Linked DNA regions of Gasterosteus aculeatus: region 1 is linked to region 2. The links are chromatin contacts, called in public Hi-C maps. All regions are on one chromosome and are shown on one strand. Each heading gives the region's core, a stretch centred on a gene start, on an enhancer-like site or on the middle of the called end of the contact. The rest is flanking DNA. Distances are from core to core; before and after follow the strand shown.

The links. Hi-C and Micro-C count contacts between places; a contact is called where the count stands out from the background.
Region 1: a contact with region 2 is called in a Hi-C map of skeletal muscle, with 3 times the contacts expected there. The contact joins the promoter of znf385a here to the enhancer-like site in region 2. A contact is called at or near these places in 3 of 6 Hi-C or Micro-C datasets (skeletal muscle and whole body).

The regions. Positions count from the first base shown.
Region 1 is chr2:10,894,740-10,898,645 of fGasAcu3.hap1.1, reverse strand. znf385a (zinc finger protein 385A) reads left to right here and starts at 1,756. Exons shown (of 8, transcript XM_040192935.2): 1 at 1,756-2,094. The coding sequence starts at 2,082. birc5b (baculoviral IAP repeat containing 5b) reads right to left here and starts at 916. Exons shown (of 4, transcript XM_040192984.2): 1 at 582-916. The coding sequence starts at 707.
Region 2 is chr2:10,850,666-10,854,450 of fGasAcu3.hap1.1, reverse strand. It overlaps znf385a (zinc finger protein 385A), which reads left to right. Exons shown (of 8, transcript XM_040192935.2): 5 at 197-553; 6 at 2,797-2,981; 7 at 3,109-3,201; 8 at 3,391-3,785. The coding sequence ends at 3,678. Among protein-coding and RNA genes, the nearest start is that of tac3a, 18 kb to the right of the region's middle. Within about 2 kb of position 2,365, at least 1 of the 9 cell types and tissues checked has open chromatin away from gene starts, as enhancers often do.

The DNA of each region.
Region 1 (3,906 bases), core at 507-3,006, 45 kb before region 2:
GACACCTGCTTAACGGTTTATCATAAACTGTGACAGCCTTGGACGAAAGGCCGTGGCACGAGGTTACGCAGCTTTAAGTGTAAACATGGTTCAGCTAAATCAATTATTTTCAGCAGCCGTAGTCATGTACCAAGTTAAAACAAAGTTATTGTCATGTTTTCCTTATTTTGAATGTTAAAGAGCTGTTGAGAGGGAAAATCCCTTACGTTTAACCCAGTGTGACCTCCTGTTGGCCCTGTAGTTAGTGTCCAGAGGTAGAAGGAAACAAGGTACATTTACTCAACCATTGAAACGTTACTTCAGGAAAATTTCAATGTACTTTTCTTAAAGCTTATTTGCATGCTACTTTACACTAAGATTTTGCGAGCCAACATTGTAGGCTACTTATATTTTTCCAGTATTTTCATGGATTCAGCTTCCCAACAGTTTATTAGCTCGCTAAATCAGAGCAGTACTTGTAGTGGGATATTTTGTTGCTAGTAGTTTTATGAGGTAAATTTAAATGATCCATCACGTTGTTTCTGAAAGCTTATATTCATAATAATTTACAACAATTATTATAATTTACAACCACTCCTTACCTTCTCAGGTGTGCAGTTACACTCCTCCCTGAACGGCCAGTCTGCAAAGCTCTGTTCACGTGCTTCGTGCATGTACATTTTGTCATAAGTCGCAAACCTGGCGGACAGAACATCGACGCTGGCCATAACCTTCGCTGGAAACAGGCTCGACTCGGTTCACCGTGGTCGCCGATGTGAACACGTGCTGGCGGCGCGCGGACGCTTCACAGGTGTTATCGGTCTCGACTGATTGGAAAAAAAGTGGGCGGGACTCTGTCCGGTACGTATGTTTTCTAATAATCATACAATTTACACGATGAAGCATTCTTATTGTATATTCTTATTCACTTCCGGGCTGGGATTGCAGTCAGCTGCGGATTTTTATAGGATGTAAACATAGACATAAACATTTGTGGAATTTAATGGTTTGCTGTTTTAAACTTTACAAGCCTGTGAGAGACGGGACCGTCCTGGTGAGCAGTGTGTGTATGTAACACTACCCCTCAGGCCACTTGGTGCCGAAATGTGCTTACAACCGTAAACTGATGTCCTTTTCCCCTTCTAACCTTATCTTCCGGCAGAGTGCCTGCAGAGAGCTGAGCTGCAGTGTGCCTGCTTAGGGTGAGAGTGTGTCACTTTTTACTCTTTACCGTGATGCTGTGTAAGTATCTCATTCAGCAGTAGGCCTGTACTAAGTTGGACAATACAATTACTGTAGCTGCAGGTGGATAGTGTCTAGTGTGGCCACCTACTGCAGAATAACATCCAGCTCTGAATTTAATCACGTGTGTGTTACCAAAATCTTGCTTGCTTTGTATTTTTTGCTTTTTCTCTCCACAATGCTGCACCATTAGTGTAAAGTTGACCAGTTTGTCCTCTTTCATTCCCAAACGTTGTTCAGCGAAACGTTTGTATAGTTGAGAGCTTCAGCAGCAATAGCCACACCAAGGTTTTGCATTTGTCCTTGATGCTTTCCCTGTCTGGATGGTCCTTTGTGACAATTTTGCAGCTGTTGGGTAATTTGTGTCATGTGTTATGCAACAATTCCTCCGTGGATATTTCTCTGTTAACTGCATCTCACTTTTGCTACTCGTGCTTTTGATGACGTTTACTTCTTCCCTGTTACTGCCTCTTCCGTTCCTTACCTCTGACACAACGGTCCTCACTTATTAAGGCCTCCCACGATTAGCTTCTTGACCCAAGTTTTGTTTTCACGCGGGGCCGAGAGTGAAAGAGGGGGAGGGAGGAGATGAGATGTCGAGAGGTGGAGGGAAGGTGATAGAAGTGTTTGCAGTCGCTATTTCCACATGTCCTTTACATTGCCAGCCGCTGGGCTAAGCGGTTTGCACACACAGCTCTCGGAATCTTTTCGAAACAGTTGAGGATCCTTCTTGATATTTTTATTCCACCTAACCAGTTTTATGCTGGAAGGGATTTCACAGAGGAAAGAGTAGCTCTCGGTGGGCCTGGATAGGAGATCTGACACTCTTAATAAGGAGCTGCAGGAGGACTGGAGGTGCAATGTGGAGCACAGGTAAGAAAAACGTCCGATGCTTTAATGTCTGTCTGCGTCTGTTACTGTCTCGGTGGGGAAAAATACATTTTTTATACCATTAATGTATAAGAAGCTTCATTGACTTGATTATTGTGTGGATTTTTGGGGGGGGTTAAAAGGTTGGGATGCAGCACAAAAGATTACAGTTGTTTCAATGACGGATGTGACAATTGTGTTAATGTGAGGAATTCATCTTCCCACCAAGTCTCAATCGTTGACTTGGAAATATGAAAAGTCCCCGGGTGGAGCTGACAGCTCCACCCGTCCTCTGCTGCCCCCACACAGACTGAGCGTCCCGCATTAGGGCGAGGCTGGTCCTAACCGGCCTGTATGCGTGCTCAATTTGTAGTTTGTTCCCCCCAAAAAACAAGTGTGAAGGAACAACAGAGAGGATCATTATTTTATATCCTCTGAAAATACACACACGACATGTAAAAACAACTAAGAATGTGTCAGTCAAAAGCATTTAGGCAAGTTGAGGCGACACTTTTATTTAACCATTGCAGCGACGTTCCAACGAGTTCGAACCGCCGTCGTGGCGCCAACGTGTGATCCGAGTGTGGCTGGAAAGAAAGACGTCCTGTCCTGTTGCTGGTGTAAAAGCGTCATGGACGTGTGAGATTGTGGCAGTCAACATCGACATTCTTCATCTCTGCAGGCAGGCGTGGATTCACAAGGCAGTCGCACCCACCTGCGTGCACACTCATCAAAAGGCACGTTGTTAAGAACATAAATCAAAATGGCTGCAACTTATTTTAATATTATTTTTCGCAATCAAGACATTCAGCTCATTCTGCGATGGAGAGACTCAAACGTAAATATGCTGTTTAGCGGCTACTGAGTTATTAAAATAACGCCGTTAGTGTCTGATACCCTTGTTTGAACTATTAGATGCGTGTAGCTGGAAACATTTCATGCACATGTCCACACCTGATGTGAGAGGAGTATCCCTCGCCGCTAAACTGATATGCTCAACTCAAAGGGGAATGCAGAAGTCCTTTGGTTCCTACTAAGCGGGCTCGTTGTGTGTGCTGTGCTTAATGAAGCTATTAAACAGACTGTGGGGCACAACATGCTCATTATTGTGTAGATATTGAGTGGTGGTTCCTTTAACGTGCACTAAGATTTCATGGTCTAATACGCTTTAATTTATAGTCTGGTAGCTTTTTAAATGCTTTGCCACGTTATGAGGGACGTGCAAGTATGCTGGTACCCGGGGCTTGCCTCACCCCCTCACCTTTGACATTCATAGGCAGCCTCTAAATTCACCACCACGGTGCCAGGAGACACCCAAAGCATGATATATGACCAAAGGGGTCTGTACCAACAGAAATCATTTTCATACCACCCTGCAAACAAACTGGAAAAGAAGAGAAAGGATGAACTCAATTTTCTGGAAAGTCCCGGCCTGCCAAGGTTCATAAAATATGACTGGAATTTATGAAGTAAGATTTTGACACTGCTTTTGAGCTTACGAGGAAGTGAGTTACAGTCTGTCTGGCAGATTTCAGGAGTTGTAGATTTACTGTTTTTCCTTTGTTGGAAAGAAGGAGAAAAACGGATCAGAGAGTTACATGAATGAAGGCATTTGACATCACTAGCTCTCAGATTTAATACATCTTTCACAGGCTGCCGCCGCACATCAGCAGAATGATTCCTTCGTGCTTCATGCTTAGCTCTCGCTCCTGTCACATTTCACTGCTACAGTCAGGATCCGTGCACTTTGCCAAATCCAACATTCTTCCCGTGAAACACACTTGCCTCAGCAGCTTCATCTAGTCTGTTTTACAG
Region 2 (3,785 bases), core at 1,116-3,615:
GTGCTGTGGTTTAACTTAACAGAAATGGGCTCTTTGCTTCATTGCTGAGTTCATAGACAATGAAGTCAATAGTTAAGCACTTGTTTTGAATTATGTGCTCTGTGGAACACAAAATCCGTTCTGTTATTTGCCTTTGCACTGCATTTGACACGTGTTCTGTTTCTTCCTCTGTCTGTGTCTCTCTGTTGTTTTGCAGACGAAACACAACCCCTGTCGCAATTAAACGTGGCCCTGCTGGCCCCGGGGCCCCTCCCCGCTCTCACCACCCCACCCACCCCGCCCGTGGACTCCCCCATGCCCTTGGCGTGCCCGCTCCTGCCCGGCCCCATGCCCCTCCTGAACCCCGCCGTTTCATCCTCCCCAGGCTGCGGCCCTGGCAGTGCCCCCTCAGAGCAGCCGGGGTCTGGACCCCCTGTTCCAGGAGCCGGCGGCATCGCTGCTTCCAGCGCGTCCAACCCGGAGACAGAGGAGGACAAGGCCAAGAAGCTGCTGTACTGTTCACTGTGCAAGGTGGCGGTTAACTCCTTGTCACAGCTGGAGGCCCACAACAAAGGTGGGTTCGTCCGATTGCACGTTGCAGAAAGTCACTGGCAATGAAAATGTGTGGAATTAACAAGGTATTTTACAACGAAAGATCACTGTGGCAACTTGAATATATTAAATTAATTAATATTTGTTAATTTGATACATTATTGGACTCACAGACAACACCAAACTGATCAATGTAGGAGAAGAAACTCGTTAAAATAACGCATGAGAGAGTGCCTCACTCGGTCATGATTAGTCTTTTATATAAAAACTATTCTCCATAGTCTGAAGAGTTCTCTTGACAAAGGAAGGAGAAAACAAGAAAAAAAATCAGTTTTGTTGCTTAGCTCCGCACAATCCCAGCTTCAACATTCAGTCAGACAACTTTCACACCCAACAGGCCCCTGAGGGCCTCGCCGCCTGCTTTTATCAATTATGAGCCGGTGTTCCTGTAAGCACAGTTTGTGTCCGCTGACCTCCACTGTTCAACACGGATACACTCTCCTAAAACATGAGAGAAACTACTGTCTGTAACCGTGTGCGCTTTGCTTTGAGTTATGTTCTGGTGCAGCCAGCTCAGACAGACAAGAACGCAGCCAACAAATACCTCCTAAGCTTGGGTGAAAATTACACAAATCAACCTTTTATGGTTGAATAAACTAATGCTTTTGTGCTTTATCACTGATTAGTATCAGTCTAACAGCGCAACAATACGTGTGTGTTACTGTACATTGGTCTTCCAGCATGTTACATATGTAAGTATAACCAGACACCAGTCTAACGTCACCCGGGGGCCACAGCTCCCAAATGTAATGCCTGAATGCCAAATTGAGTAGAAACAAAGTAAGCAATCTGGAAACGATCACCCTCACTGATTCTGAAAATGAAAACTATGCATGTTAGCGGGGTTCAATTATCAAAGCATATGTCATGCAGACTTGGGCAGCATGCGTGGCCTTTTGTGTGATAATGAACAGCAGAAATCACAAAAAAAAAGCCATTGCCTGTTCAAATGCGCCTTGTATGCTCGGCGTTCTACACAATGAGTCAACCACACGAAGACAAACTCCACGGGCCATCTAGTTTCAGACTAAAATAGAACAAAGGCACAAACAGAGAGCTTAAGAGCACATTTCCTGGCCGAGAGCGAAATCTGTCATTCCAGCCTCCCGCTCCCCCCAGCGGAGCCCCCCAGTCTCCACGTCTGACCATTTCCCTCTCTTGTGTAACGTTAACTCTGTTCAGAGGGAGAGTGACTCAAAGACGGTGGGGGGCTTTGCTGCGTCATCGGGGTCGATCGGGGGGCATAGCTAATTATTTTTAGCCAAAAGCAAAATGTGTGATTGTTTTTTTCTAATTAAGAAAACACTGCATAAAGACATTCCTCATGTTATGAAACAACAACGTATGAAACATGCATTAGTTTGGAATCTCTTGTAATTTCCTTTTTACGGGCAATTGGACCTCTTTTATTGAAGATCTGACTAAATGTATTTTTTTAATTGCTGAAATAAAAAACAGAAGGTTAGAATCCTGTCTGGACTAATAGCAGGCATTGGGTGGATTCTGACGTTACAATGTCTCAGGTCACATGTAACTGTAGTACTTGGTATTGCCAGGAGACAGTATCTAGTGAATAGAAATGTCTATTTCATCATGGGACCAGGGCGGTAAATGTCTGACATCAAATCTAACCTCAGACTAGACAGACGCGCTTCTCTTAATAACTTTCCATATTTAAACATTTACAGTCTAAATGACAGAGGGTTCAGTAGTCCAGAGCCTTTATTGATGTTGGCACAAGTGGTAATACACTTCAGTACAGTGCAAACCGCTCGCCTGATCAAACATGATCCACCGTTTTACTGGAATATAAACATTGGAGAAGTTTTATCTTCCCACTGCACAGCTGTTTGTGTGCAGCCCTCTAGTGGTAGACACATACCACTACAACCTCACACAGCGATATGATGCATGTGGTCAATTATTGGAGAATTAAGCCAGTGTTACAAATCTTTTCTTCTATAATGCCCTTCTATTTGTCACTGTCATTGTTCCTCGATCACTTTGATTAGTTACAGAAAAAAGGCTGTCGGGATTAATTCGATATTAGAAGGGTAGCAGAGGCATGGCTCATTTGGCATAAATGATGATGCATCTCCACTGTATTATTTAATTATATTGTATTAGCTTCTAATTATGTAATTTCATCTCGGGCCTGTGCCGTTCCTGACCTTTTTGTTTTCCCCCCCGTGTGTCGGTCTGCAGGTACCAAACACAAAACTATCCTGGAAGCGCGGAGCGGGCTGGGCCCCATCAAGGCGTATCCTCGCCTGGGCCCCAAGCCCATCGGAGAGCAGGGAGGGGGGCCGGTGGACCCCAACACTCAGGAACGAACCTTCCACTGTGAGATCTGCAATGTACGGGTCAACTCTGAACTGCAACTCAAACAGGTAACAGCAAGAAATTATACTTTGTACCTTGTCACAATGTAAAACCCAGGGTCAAAATAATAGGCTGTTAGATATGGCATATTATTTCGTTGGGAAAATTACAATAAGTCTTGTTCCTGTCTTTTAGCACATATCAAGTCGAAGGCACCGGGACGGCATGGCGGGCAAACCCAACCCCCTACTCAGCCGACACAAGAAGAACCGGGGAGCTGATCTTACGGTAAGTCTCCCTGTTGAATACGGACTCAATTGAACGGACTGAATTGAATCGGGATTGCATTAGGATGTATGATACATCTGGACTATGTTTTCCCACCACGTGTTCTTTCATCTGGAAACCAATCATTTCATGTATCTCTCTCTCTCTTTCTTTCATTCTCTTGTCTTTTGACCCCCCTTCGGTTTGCAGTCTTCACTGAGCTTCTCCAAGGATCTTACCAAAGCGCTGGGTGCAAGGCTCCTGCACAACCCCTTGGCCGTCGCCGCAGCGATGGCCGCTGCAGCTTCCTCAAATCAGATGGCTCTCCGTGCGGCGGCGGCGGCGGCAGCTCCTGGACACCACCCGCACCTACCGCACCTACCCCACCACCCGCACCATCACCTATTGCAAGGCCCTCATCTCAGCCACGCCATTCTGAGACCCGCCCCCGGGCCCATGCGCACCACCCACGGGCCAATCCTTTTCTCCCCTTACTGACACATCACCCTCTGACCTCGGCCGGTCAGGAGCAGTCACTCTAAAAGCACACTGTGAAGATACAAACATGATCAACTACGAGGAATTGTTAAAGGGGTGTAAAATCC